Regions from separate parts of the Mus musculus genome. Here region 1 is linked to region 2. A link is a contact called in public promoter capture Hi-C data. All regions are on one chromosome and are shown on one strand. The core of a region is the stretch at or near the end of the contact, and the rest is flanking DNA. Distances in the headings are between cores, read along the strand shown.

Region 1 (5,556 bases), core at 375-2,874, 610 kb before region 2:
CCGAATTCAGTTTTCTCCCTTAGAGCTTGATCCCCTAAAACCACCAGGATGCTTTGTGGTGAGAAATAACAGAGACCAAACCAAAGGACTGAAAGCAAAAAACAAACAAACAACAACCCCCCCCCCAAAAAACCCCAAATAAACAACAACCACAACAACAACTACCAAAACCCAAATGTGACACTTCCGGGTAACTGTATTATCTGGAGTCAGAACCACAGACACCTCTGTCACCAACCTAACTCAACAGCCTCCTTCCTCAGCGCCCATCTTGGGAAAGCTGTAAAATTGCCCCACACCCCACCTGCCCAGTGAGTATCTTCGAGATAGCAGAGGCATAGAAAAAGGTAGAATGGAGCAGTGGAAGATGCAACCAGATGAACTGGCAAAACGTCTCAGTGGGTAAAGGCGCTTGCCAAGCAAGTTTGGCAAGCACGGTTGACAGAGAGACATTATTCCATGGTTGTTGTTCCCTCCACAGGAGGGCCACAGCATATGCACACACAATAGTGATAAGAAACAAGAAAATGATGTTTAAAGATACAAGGATTAGGAACCTCAAAACGGCCCAATGAGGAGAGAGCCAGAAGCAAGGCAGGGAGCCAGCTACCTTTGGGTCCTGGTAAGGTCTGGGGACATGAGTGGGTTCTGCAGACTCTCCTACACTTCTGCTGGGTGGCACCTCCCCGCTAGCTTTTGAGTAAGCAGGCCTAACCACCTTCCCAGCAAGCCCAGCCCAGCCCAGCCAGATGTGGGAGCCCCAGACTTCTGTGGGTCCTGGGGGAGGGGTCTGGAGAAGTCAATGCCTGGAAGTGGGTGGGCAGTTCTTGTACCACACCCACTCTCAGGTGTCCAGATGGAGGGCATGACCAGCGTGGTCCTCTGCCTACAGATGTAGCTCAGAGAACTTAGGAAACCTAATGAATCTACTGTCACGTCCACTGTGAAAGACTGGGGGACACAGGTGCCAAGTGGGGTCCACCTACCATGAGGCAATGGGCTTGGATCTGTCACACTGGCTCCAAGAGTCTGGTCAAGTCACTTCCCCTATCTGGCCTTTTATTGTTCCCATTGGTAAAGTCACCTTTAAGGCCACTGGCAGCTTTGCATGTTGATGTTCATCTGGAGCGGAGGGTCTAACTGGCTCCCGGTCAATCCATTGTACAGAGTAGAGGGGAAAGACGGGAAAAGGCTTATGCCTACTCCTCCTGAGCCCCTTACCCTACCTGGTCCTGGCAGAGCATCTGAAGAGCAAGGTCTCTCCCATCCTCTGATCCTCCTTGCAAACCCCCCCCCCCCCTGTTTTCAATTCCTTTCCTCGTGATCCTGCCAAGTAAAGTCACTGTGACCACACACAGAGGGCGGGGACAGCCCAGACATTTCAACTTCTGCAGAAAAGGTTCAGGTTTTCCCCACCTCTAAAGTTGAAAAAAAAAAAAAAAAGAGTAAAAGAGGAGGTCCAAAGACCAGAAAGAAGGATCAGGAACTCGGAATGGAAAGAAAAGATACAAGAAGAAATTAGTAAGAGAGGAAGCCAATTAAAATGATCCCTCCAGGCCACTGGGTCTTGGCCCGGATGGTATTCGAGTAGGCAGCCAGGCTGGCCCCTCCTTTGGTACTGCCCATGCCAACTTCCAGGCAGAGAGGAGGCCCAGAGGAGAGGGAAGCTGGGCAAAGGGGATGGCAGACTTCCAGCCTGGCCTTGTCCAACCCCTGGGCCTTGAGGGGAACTCTTCGGGATGGGGACTATGATCCAGGCAAAGCTCCAGGGAGCAGGTCTGCTGCCCGGCAAAGTCTGCAGGCAGATGTGAAGTTAGAAAGTGCCGGCTACCCCTTCCTGCGCCTGTTTAGAAGGTAGGACCAGCTTCAGGTGTGACCCTTCTAGGTCACTGGATGGACTCCCGAGTGGTTTGTGGGTCACAGTCTGATGATGAGACTGTGATGTGACCACAGTGAGGTCCTGGGCAGGCCCCTTCTCTTCTCTGGATTGACGTTTCTTACCTGCAAAGGTCAGAAGGGGGTGTGGGGGGTTGAAACCTATGATTACCAAGGTCTTTCTTGCTCGGCTTTAAGGGGGAAGGTCATGTGGTGGAAGTCATGCTAGGTGGGAGACCTTAGAAGTAGGCTTGGCTTCTCTGGGATCGCCAGTCCTTCTAAAGTTTTGACTCTGCAGGCATAGAAGCCACATGCACCCTTACCTGAACATGCGCGTGTACACACACACACACACACACACAAAACTTTGTAAATCTAGAGACAGACTAGTTGACTCCAGAGGTAGGAGCCATCTCTAGGTAGATTTTTTTTTCTTTTCTTCCTCCCCCTCTTTTATTTTATTTATTTATTTTTAACAGATGATAAAACTGAGGCCCTAGTTAGGGATTTTCAGAGTTTGGGACTTCCCGGCACCCTCTGGCTGCTCCAGTTCAGCTGTCCCAGGACGCTCCTCCCTCATTCCCCACCCACCCACCCCCGGAGCCGCAGGGGAGCACAGACCGGGAGTCCCAGTGTGTGTGTAGGGAGGGGGCACCCCGCTGTAGGGGCTGTCCTCAGCCCAGCGCCGCCCAGCCTAGTGGTCGGTCTTGTAAGCGGGGCGCCCTGGCGCACTCGCCGGGGCGCCGGTAATCGAGGGCGGAGGCAAGGAGGGAGCGACCGCTGCTGGGAGGGGTGCTGGGGCGAGCTCGCGCGCTGTGTTTGGTCTATCGGAGGCAGCTGACCTTTGAGGAGGAAATCGCTGCTCTCTGCTCCTTCCTGTAGTAACAGCCTCCACCGCCGCCGCCGTCAAGAGCCGTCAGGAGCCGTCAGAAGCCCCGGCCTGGAGCGACAGCCGCAGGCGCTCCGCAGCACCAGGTGGGTGGGTCGCCGTGACTCCGCCCGCGGCGCGTGGACAGAGGATCTAGGCTGCAGCCACGTCCCTGGGATCTAGCACCCTGGAGTCCCCACGGCCTGACACGGGACAGACATCTGTCCCGCCTTCGAATGGGAGCTTCAGAGGGAGCAGGGACAAGGGATCCGTGCAGGCGGCAGCCAGGGGTGGACTCACGCAGTGGACACTGACATTATCACACTCCACTCGGAGCGGGTAGATTCTGGAGTGCAGCCCAGGGCTTCCCCGAAGACAGCGTGGACCCTTAGTCTTCTCTCCCTGACAGCCCCAGACACGTGCCTGGGGAGACCTGCACCTCCAGTGGCTGTCCCAGCATTGGCCTAACTTTTAGGTTGGAACAGTCTCCCTTCCAAGAAATTGAGTGTGGGTCTTAGGCTGGGTGGCAAGAATTTTTGTGTTTGTCTAGTTAGGGACTGTGGGCCTCTGTGTCTTAAGTTTCTCTTTCGGTTTGTAGACCCCCCTTTTTTTATTTAGTCTGGGGATAGCTCCATCGAGCGAAGGGACATGGAGTGAAGGGACAGGAAGAGAGAAGGGCAGCCTCGAGGGTTCCTTGTTGGAAGGGAAGGGTGGCCATCTCTCTTCCCACACAGGAAAGCGTGCCTGGGGTGAGAGAGGAGCCTGGCCTCACCTCAGTCCTTAGGTCCTTTCGTGGCACTGCAGGGCATTGGCAGGCTAGAGACTTCTGTGGAACAAATGACTTATCTTCTCCCCCAGGTAAACAGCCATGGCGGGCTGGATTCAGGCCCAGCAGCTTCAGGGAGATGCCCTGCGCCAGATGCAAGTGTTGTATGGGCAGCATTTCCCCATCGAGGTCCGGCACTACCTGGCCCAGTGGATCGAGAGCCAGCCGTGGTAGGTGCCCCATACCCTGAGTCTTCACCTCCAGGCCAAGGGTCTCCTCTTGTGGTTTGGTATGACTCTGGTTCTATCTGTCCTTGTGCGGAAGGGGTGGTGTCTCTGGGAAAGGGGAAGAGGGAAACTGGAGCTATCAGAGGGGAGACTCATCTAGACTTTGATGCTTATACAGCTGTGGTGAGCAAGTCTTGTGGGACTGGGATGCCCTGAATCACTCTTGATGCTTTATCTCCCCTCTTTTTATGTTCCAAGGGATGCTATTGACTTGGATAATCCCCAGGACCGAGGTCAGGCCACCCAACTCCTGGAGGGCCTGGTGCAGGAGCTGCAGAAGAAGGCGGAGCACCAGGTGGGGGAAGATGGGTTTTTGCTGAAGATCAAGCTGGGGCACTATGCCACACAGCTCCAGGTGGGTGTGAATGCTTTTGCCTTCTGCAGGAAGGGGCCCCCTTAAGCTCTCTCCCAGCATCAGAACCCCTGGGATTTTTACTGGCCTGGCCACTGAGTCACCATGTGACCAAAAGCTTACTGGCAACTTTTCTTCAACTTCCCCCACCCCCTCTTTCTAAGTCAGACCTGTTAGATCTTTTAACATATTACAAAGCAAGAGGTGGGAAGGGGTGGGGAGGGAGGAGAGGGGTGTTTCCAGCAAGGCGGGGCGGTGTAGCAGCACTGTGGATAGATCTAACAGTAGAGAGCCCTCTTGAGTCAGGTGGACACCTCCCCAGGACAAGGGAACCCTGGCAGTCTAGAAACGAGGGAATAAGGCAAGCAGACAGTCCCCTTGGGGCTCATTTAAAATCATGACAGCTGCTGAAGAGAATCAGACTCGCCGTGGAGCAAGAGCTGGATAAAAGGGCTTTGAAATAAAAAAAGGAACCTCCCCTATATATGGAGGGGAGCAGGGATTTTTATGGAATCAGGAAAAGGGTGTGGGTGGCATTTATGGTCAAGCATTTATCAGAACCCACTTGTATTTCTTAGAGAACCCCTCTTACCTCCAAACAGTGGGATGTAGGGGGAGTGAAACCTCATCCTAGAGAGAGGAAGAAGCAGAAAGAACAGGAGACGAAGCAAAATAGGAACCCAGGGCCAGGTGCCTAGTGGAAAGCACCTTGATGCTGGCCTCGCATGTCTCTGTCTGTCTCTTGTGTCTGTCTCTGTTGTCTCTGTCTGTCTCTGCGTCTCTCTCTCTTTCTGTCTCTATCTCTCTGTGTGTCTGTCTCTGTGTCTCTCTGTCTCTGTCTGTCTCTCTGTCTGTCTCTCTGTCTTTGTCTGTCTGTCTGCCTGCCTGCCTGCCTGTCTGTCTGTCTGTCTTCCTCATTTGCCCCAGAACACATGCCTAGACTATCTGAACATCAATTTTCCCATCCATGACTTGAGAACAGTTTGAGTTTTTGTCGTAGGATTTCCATGCTCAAGAGAGTAAAGGCTGGTGTGAGGTTGGAAGCACTTTGTGTTTAGACTCTGAGTTTCTAAGTCGCTATAAACCTGGTAAGAAGTTCTGGAAGTGGAGGGGCAGAGGAGAGTGAAGGTGTCTGATAATCCTAAGGGCTTCCCAGGAAAAGCTGAGGCTTAGGGGAGAAGAAGAAGTGAGTGCCGCAAGGAAGCCAGTGGGATCAGAACTAGGTGGCTATTGGTGGTTCTTGTGTCCTCTTTCAGAACACGTATGACCGCTGTCCCATGGAGCTGGTTCGCTGTATCCGTCACATTCTGTACAACGAACAGAGGCTGGTTCGCGAAGCCAACAATGTGAGTGTCTGTCTGTAGGCATGGGGAGAGGAGCTGGGGAGGCCTTCATATGACTTCCTCTC
Region 2 (5,736 bases), core at 680-3,179:
GAGCAATAAGCTAGCAGGACAGCCAGCCAGTCCCAGATGTAATCCGAACAAGTATCACTTAATCTGACTCATACCTAACCTTTAGCCCTCCCAACTCAGGGCCATGACCCCTCCCCAACTCAGCCACCAGGAGGGTGGGAAAGCCCTCCCCATAGAATCCAGGCTCTTACAGCAGATTCTTGCCTGAGGCAGGAAATCCTGTATTTACCAGGCGGAAAGTGTGGGGAGGAGTGGATAGGTGGGTGGCCTTCAGCAGTAACATGAACTATTAACTTCCCCTTCCAACCCCTACCCTCCAAAGTCCTTTTAGCACCATCCAAGAGTAGGATTATATCTAAGTCAGGGCAAGGGTGTGACCACAGCTGGATTCAGAAAGAACGACTTTAAGGAGGAGCTGTTTTGATGTTCAACAAATGCAGCAAACCCAGCAGGTTAGCAAAGGCTCAGACTGCTCTGGGGCAGCATCTCATGAAGGTGCTGGATTTGAAAAGAAACTCCTAAACACTTGATATAAAGAGGCCTCAATCGGGATCTCTCAGAAAGCTGGTCTTCTGTAAGTCTCATGTGGCCAAGGTTATGGCTGTGATTAATGATAAACGAGAAACAGACCGGCAAAGCTGGGCCAACCTGCTCAAGGTGCCACACCTCCCTACCCTAGTCCAAATGGGCTCCGCCTGGATTTCGGGGGCTGGGGTCCTCTGAAAGGGAGGAGGAGCAGCGGTTTGGGCCGGAAGTTCCCAAGGGTAACCCTGGGTCGTGGCCTGCTAGCTGAGTCACTGAAGAAGGGATGGAGTTGCAGTCACGAGAAAGCAAGCCCAAGACAAAGATGGGAGACTGATTCCCGCCTCCCCCACGTCAAATACCCGAGTAGTAGCGTAAGGCCCGTGGCGGTGGGGGAAGCCAGCCTCTCTGGGCTCCATGATGGGTGTGTCCCCTTTGGCCCAGCTCGGGGAGGGGCCGTCATACACCCCCATACACCACGGGGCTGCATGTGACTAGCGCTCTGGCACGGCCTCTGAGCCTCCGCCTAACCCCATCTACATAGCTTCTCAAAGCTCCCTCGGGAGGGAAGGGGGAGTTAGCCACCACTCAGAGTCACAAACCACAACTGCCCCGGGAGTGTTTAGTGGGCAGGGGTACAGGTGTGGTTTTACTTGGGGAAGGGGGTGGGAGGGGGGCGAGCAGGTCATCCTGCGCATGCGCCTGGGCGCCTTATTGTTTTCCCCCCAACTCCGCTTGGGGCGGCGGCCACTACTAAAAAATGCTTTGGGAAGGGGCAATAACACTGTTGCCAGTTCCCAGTAAATCCTTTTCCCAGACGCCTGGAGACATAAATTGCTTTCCATGTGTTCCATGTTTAGTCCACCCGCGTCCTTGCTGGCTTCCCGGCCCGGCCACACCCCCGGCACGCGCCCACTCCTGCCCTGCTACCGCTCACCTTACGGTCGCCGACGCCTTCGCCCACTGCCACTACCACGCCCGCGCCCTCCATGCCGGGGGTGACCGGCAGAGGCGGTAGTCGGTCGTACAGCCCTTGGCGGCCCATGAGGTCGGCGAAGTTGAGCCCACAGGCTCGCACGCGCAGCGTCAATTGACCCGGACCCGGGGCCGGGGGCACCGCCGGCCGGCTCTGCAGCTTCACCTTATCGTAGCCACCGAAGCCGGTGAGTACCAGGCAGCGCAGTGGCGGTGCCGAAGCGGATGCTGACGCTTCGGGGGCCGGGGGTGGCTGCGGGTCGCTTGCCACCTCGACTGTCGGGGGCTGCGAAGGCGCACCCTCCCCGGCTCCGGTCCCGGTCTCCGCCCCGGCCTCGGTCGCCGCTGCCACAGTGGCCGCCTCAGCTGCTTCCCTCTCCGCGGACATGGCTAGACTCGCGACGTGCGTTCCCAGCTGTACAGAACCGGTGCACAGCTGGGAAGGGCGGGACACGCGTCAGGAAGAGCGCAGGCTGCGGACACCAGTGGGTGGGGCGGGGCCTTGCTCGGGGGGTGGGGCTTCGCGGGCGGACTTAAAGGGCTAGTCCCTCTGCTGACCGAGCTGCGAGGGCGCGAAAAGACTAGCGGTGCAGGTGGAGGGTGGTGGTGTACGTGCGTGTGACTGATAAGCATGAGGAGATTCTGGGGCATGCCGAGTCTAAGACTTGATTTATTCGTAGAAAGCCTTATACGAATTAAAAGTTGTCGTGACACAGTCTGAAGGATAATTTAAAATCTGAATTTATAATCTAGCCACCTGTGGATCAGACTCCGGTGAAATTGTGCCTCAGGTTGAACTCTACCGTTTACTAATAAGCAGACTTTATTCACTATGTTCTTTTGTTTGCTTGTTTTTTGAGACAGGGTTTCTCTGTGTAGCCCTGGCTGTCCTGGAACTCACTTTGTAGACCAGGCTGGCCTCGAACTCAGAAATCCGCCTGCCTCTGCCTCCCAAGTGCTGGGATAAAAGGTGTGCTCCACCACGCCCGGCTTACTCACTATGTTCTTGCAGTGGCAAACTACAAGCATGAGAACCTCTAAGACAGGGTCTCACCATGTAGCCAGGTCTGGCCTGGAGCCTAGAAGGTGCCATGAATACAAGGCTGGCTCTGCCTCCGGAGTTCTGTGGTTAAAATGACATGTGCCACCACCTCCCTTTTCTTTCACACTCTCTTTTCCTTTTGTTGGAATTGAGGATAGAACCCAGAGCCTCATGAATGTAGCTCTACTCCCGAGTTACATCTCTAACTTAAACTTAACAGTTTTGGGTGTTAATGCTGTGTGTCTGTTTACTTTTTGTAAAACAGCGATGAGATTGTGTGCTTTAGTTACCTTTACACGGTTATTCAAAACGAGATAACATTAAAATGAACATCTTCGACTTAAAGAAGAGTTTTGTTTGTTTTGAGACAGGATTTCTCTATTTAGACCTGGTTGACCTGGAACTCATTATATAGACTAGAGTGGCCTCAAACTCAGGGAGATCTGCCTGCTTCTGCCTCATGAGTGCTAAGACTGAAGGCGTGCAGCACCATGCCCGGCTAAAGAAGGATTTTTTTCACTTATGTATGCATGTATGTATGTATGTGTATTTATTTGTTCATTCATTCATTCATTCATTCACTTTACATCCCGATCACAGCCCTCCAAGCCCCTTTCTCCATCCTCTTCTAGGCAAAAGATGTCATGCAAATGGCGGTTTGCTTATTGCTAGTCTGAGATGAGGCTGAAATTGGCTTTGGGGCTTAGCTCTGGCCCAGCTTAGCTGTCAAAGGATTCTAGCTTCCTTAGCCTTCCCTTTGCTCTTTCTACCAAAACATCCACCAGAGGACGCAAAAGCTCCCCTAAAACTTTCCACTCAGTACTTGGCTAGAGGAACTTAGTCCATGCTTCTAGGTTGGTCACAGGCCTAGATCCCGCCACCCGTCGTTATGGAGATAGAAAGCTATGATGTCACTAATGTAGGGTGGGAGTGCTAAGGTCCGTACTTCCATTTCCCTAAGCTCTGTCTGGACCCGAGAGTGGAGGAGGGAGACAAAAATCAAAAATCCTCCCTTTCCTAACATCTCACGCCCCCCTGTGTTCGGGAAATAGATTGCTGCCGCCGCGCGTGTCCGCCGCACTAGCACACCTGCGTGCACGCGTGGGCACACAGAAGGCTCAGGCCTTGCGCCCGTGTATGGAGCTTCGCAGCTGACCCTTCAGAACTTCGCCCTCGGTCAGCCCAGCCTCCATGCCCGAGGAACTCAAATAAACGGGGCTCGCTGGCCACAAACCCTCAGGCGCTCCTGGGGTCACAGCTGCGCGCTAGAGTCTAACTCGGGTCCCCCTCCCCTCCTCCCAGGCCCCGCCCCGTCCCGAACCCCGCCCCTCGGCTGTGCGGGTGGGAGGCGGGGCCAGAGGTGCGGCCCGCGGGCTAGGGGCGGGGCGGAGGGGGCCCGCAGCCCCGGGCGGGGGCTCGGCGCGGGCCCGCGAGATGCCGGTGTCGGCGGCCCGAGAGGCTGCAGCTGCAGCGGCGGGGGAGGAGGCGGCAGAAGCGGCGGCTGTGCCCGGGAGGGGGGCGGCGTGGGGGGCCGGCGCGTAGCCGGGACCATGGAGGGGCAGAGTGGCCGCTGCAAGATCGTAGTGGTGGGGGACGCGGAGTGCGGCAAGACAGCGTTGCTGCAGGTGTTCGCCAAGGACGCCTACCCCGGGGTGAGGAATTGGCGTCTGGAGAGAGGGGCACCGAGGCTGCGGGGAGTGGGTTATAGGGGCCCCGGGGGCCGCTGGAAACCGGTACCAGGGTAACCAGGGAGGAGAGAAAGAGGCTCAGAGGAAGGGAAGGAGGCGTTGGGGGGTCTGAAAGGACTGCAGAGGATTGGAGTGGAAGGAATCAAGGAACGCGGTGAAATGGATGGGGCTTAGGAGCATCAGAGGATCCGGAAGGGCGCTCCGGGAGAATGACTGAGGTCCCGGGCATCCGAGAGAGAAAAAACTAGGGGCTAAAGGGACCCGGGAAGGGGGGTTATCTGAGAGTCTAGCTAGGAGGTGGAGGCAGTAGCTCCCCGGATCTTCCCTTAGCCCAGCCTCAGACCAACTTCTGTCTAGGGACTGAGCTGGACCGGGTGTCGAGGGAGGAGGGCAGTTGTCAGGGTGAGTGAGTACTGGAGAGCAGCTCTCTCTCATTTTGACCCATCCGTGTCTGCAGAGTTATGTCCCCACGGTGTTTGAGAACTACACTGCCAGCTTCGAGATCGACAAGCGCCGCATTGAGCTCAACATGTGGGATACTTCAGGTAGCCAAGTCCCTCGGGGTCACCCTGACGGCGGCCAAGGTCCCTTCCTCTAGCCCCTCCCTTGGCCAGAACCTGAGATTCCAGGTCAGCTCAGACATCCATCCAGTTTTAGAGCAGAACATCAGTTTCTCTTTTGAGCCAGGGAAACTGAGGCAGAGTTTCTTAGGCCTGACAGAAACCACGTAGGAAGTCTAATATCGGCCCTGCAGCTGGGTTCTGCTTACCCAAGGAACTTGGAAAGAAATGATTTATTTTGGAACATGTTTCTTAGGAAATAGGACTGGGTTTAGGAAAGCTATTTAGAATTACTGGGGTGGGGGAAGGTGGTGGAAAGTAGTTTTTTTTTTTTTTTTTTTTCTTCCTCTAGACTGAACTAGAGTCCCAGGAGAACAGGAGCACTGGCTCCCTGTCCTTGCTCCAACCTCATGGGAAGGGTTTTTATTTTTACTCCGTTCCCTGGAGGACTTTAGAAGATGTGTCATCAAAGCCCAGAAAGCACGCACAAAATTTGTCAGAATGGTGGTAGATTTTCTGAGATTCTTAAAGGGCTTCCAAACTCCAGAAGATTACAGATTATCAGTGTGAGATCAGAGGAACCCATAAGCCATTTCCCACTGCTTCTGCTCCTCTCTGCCTACTCTTTTTTTTTTTTTTTTTTAAGTTTTATTTATTCATTTATTTATTTATTACATGTAAGTACACTGTAGCTGTCCTCAGACCCTCCAGAAGAGGGAGTCAGATTTCATTACAGATGGCTGTGAGCCACCATGTGGTTGCTGGGATTTGAACTTCAGACCTTCGGAAGGAAGAGCAGTCGGGTGCTCTTACCCACTGAGCCATCTCACCAGCCCCTCTGCCTACTCTTGAGACACACTTTGTGACGGGTATTTGCTTTTTATCCCTTGACCAGGGTCACTTGAGTCCCTTACCCGCTTCCAGGCCAGCTGCCCCCTCAGATTGCCTTATCTGTTTGCCTTCTTTCTTT

Evidence for each region. Capture Hi-C pulls out chosen DNA fragments and counts their contacts.
Region 1: a promoter capture Hi-C map of pancreatic islet shows a contact between it and region 2. The contact joins the promoter of Stat5a here to the promoter of Vat1 in region 2. A contact is called at or near these places in 1 of 39 promoter capture datasets (liver), 3 of 115 datasets of contacts at active chromatin or transcription factors (bone marrow-derived macrophages, embryonic stem cells and pancreatic cancer cells) and 1 of 9 other capture datasets (pancreatic islet).

The regions. Positions count from the first base shown.
Region 1 is chr11:100,857,727-100,863,282 of GRCm38.p6, forward strand. It overlaps Stat5a (signal transducer and activator of transcription 5A), which reads left to right and starts at 1,625. Exons shown (of 20, transcript NM_011488.3): 1 at 1,625-1,854; 2 at 2,758-2,850; 3 at 3,602-3,739; 4 at 3,995-4,151; 5 at 5,405-5,494. The coding sequence starts at 3,612. It also overlaps a transcript of Stat5b not described here.
Region 2 is chr11:101,464,270-101,470,005 of GRCm38.p6, forward strand. It overlaps Vat1 (vesicle amine transport 1), which reads right to left and starts at 1,930. Exons shown (of 6, transcript NM_012037.2): 1 at 1,439-1,930. The coding sequence starts at 1,864. Rnd2 (Rho family GTPase 2) reads left to right here and starts at 3,906. Exons shown (of 5, transcript NM_009708.2): 1 at 3,906-4,170; 2 at 4,664-4,751. The coding sequence starts at 4,069.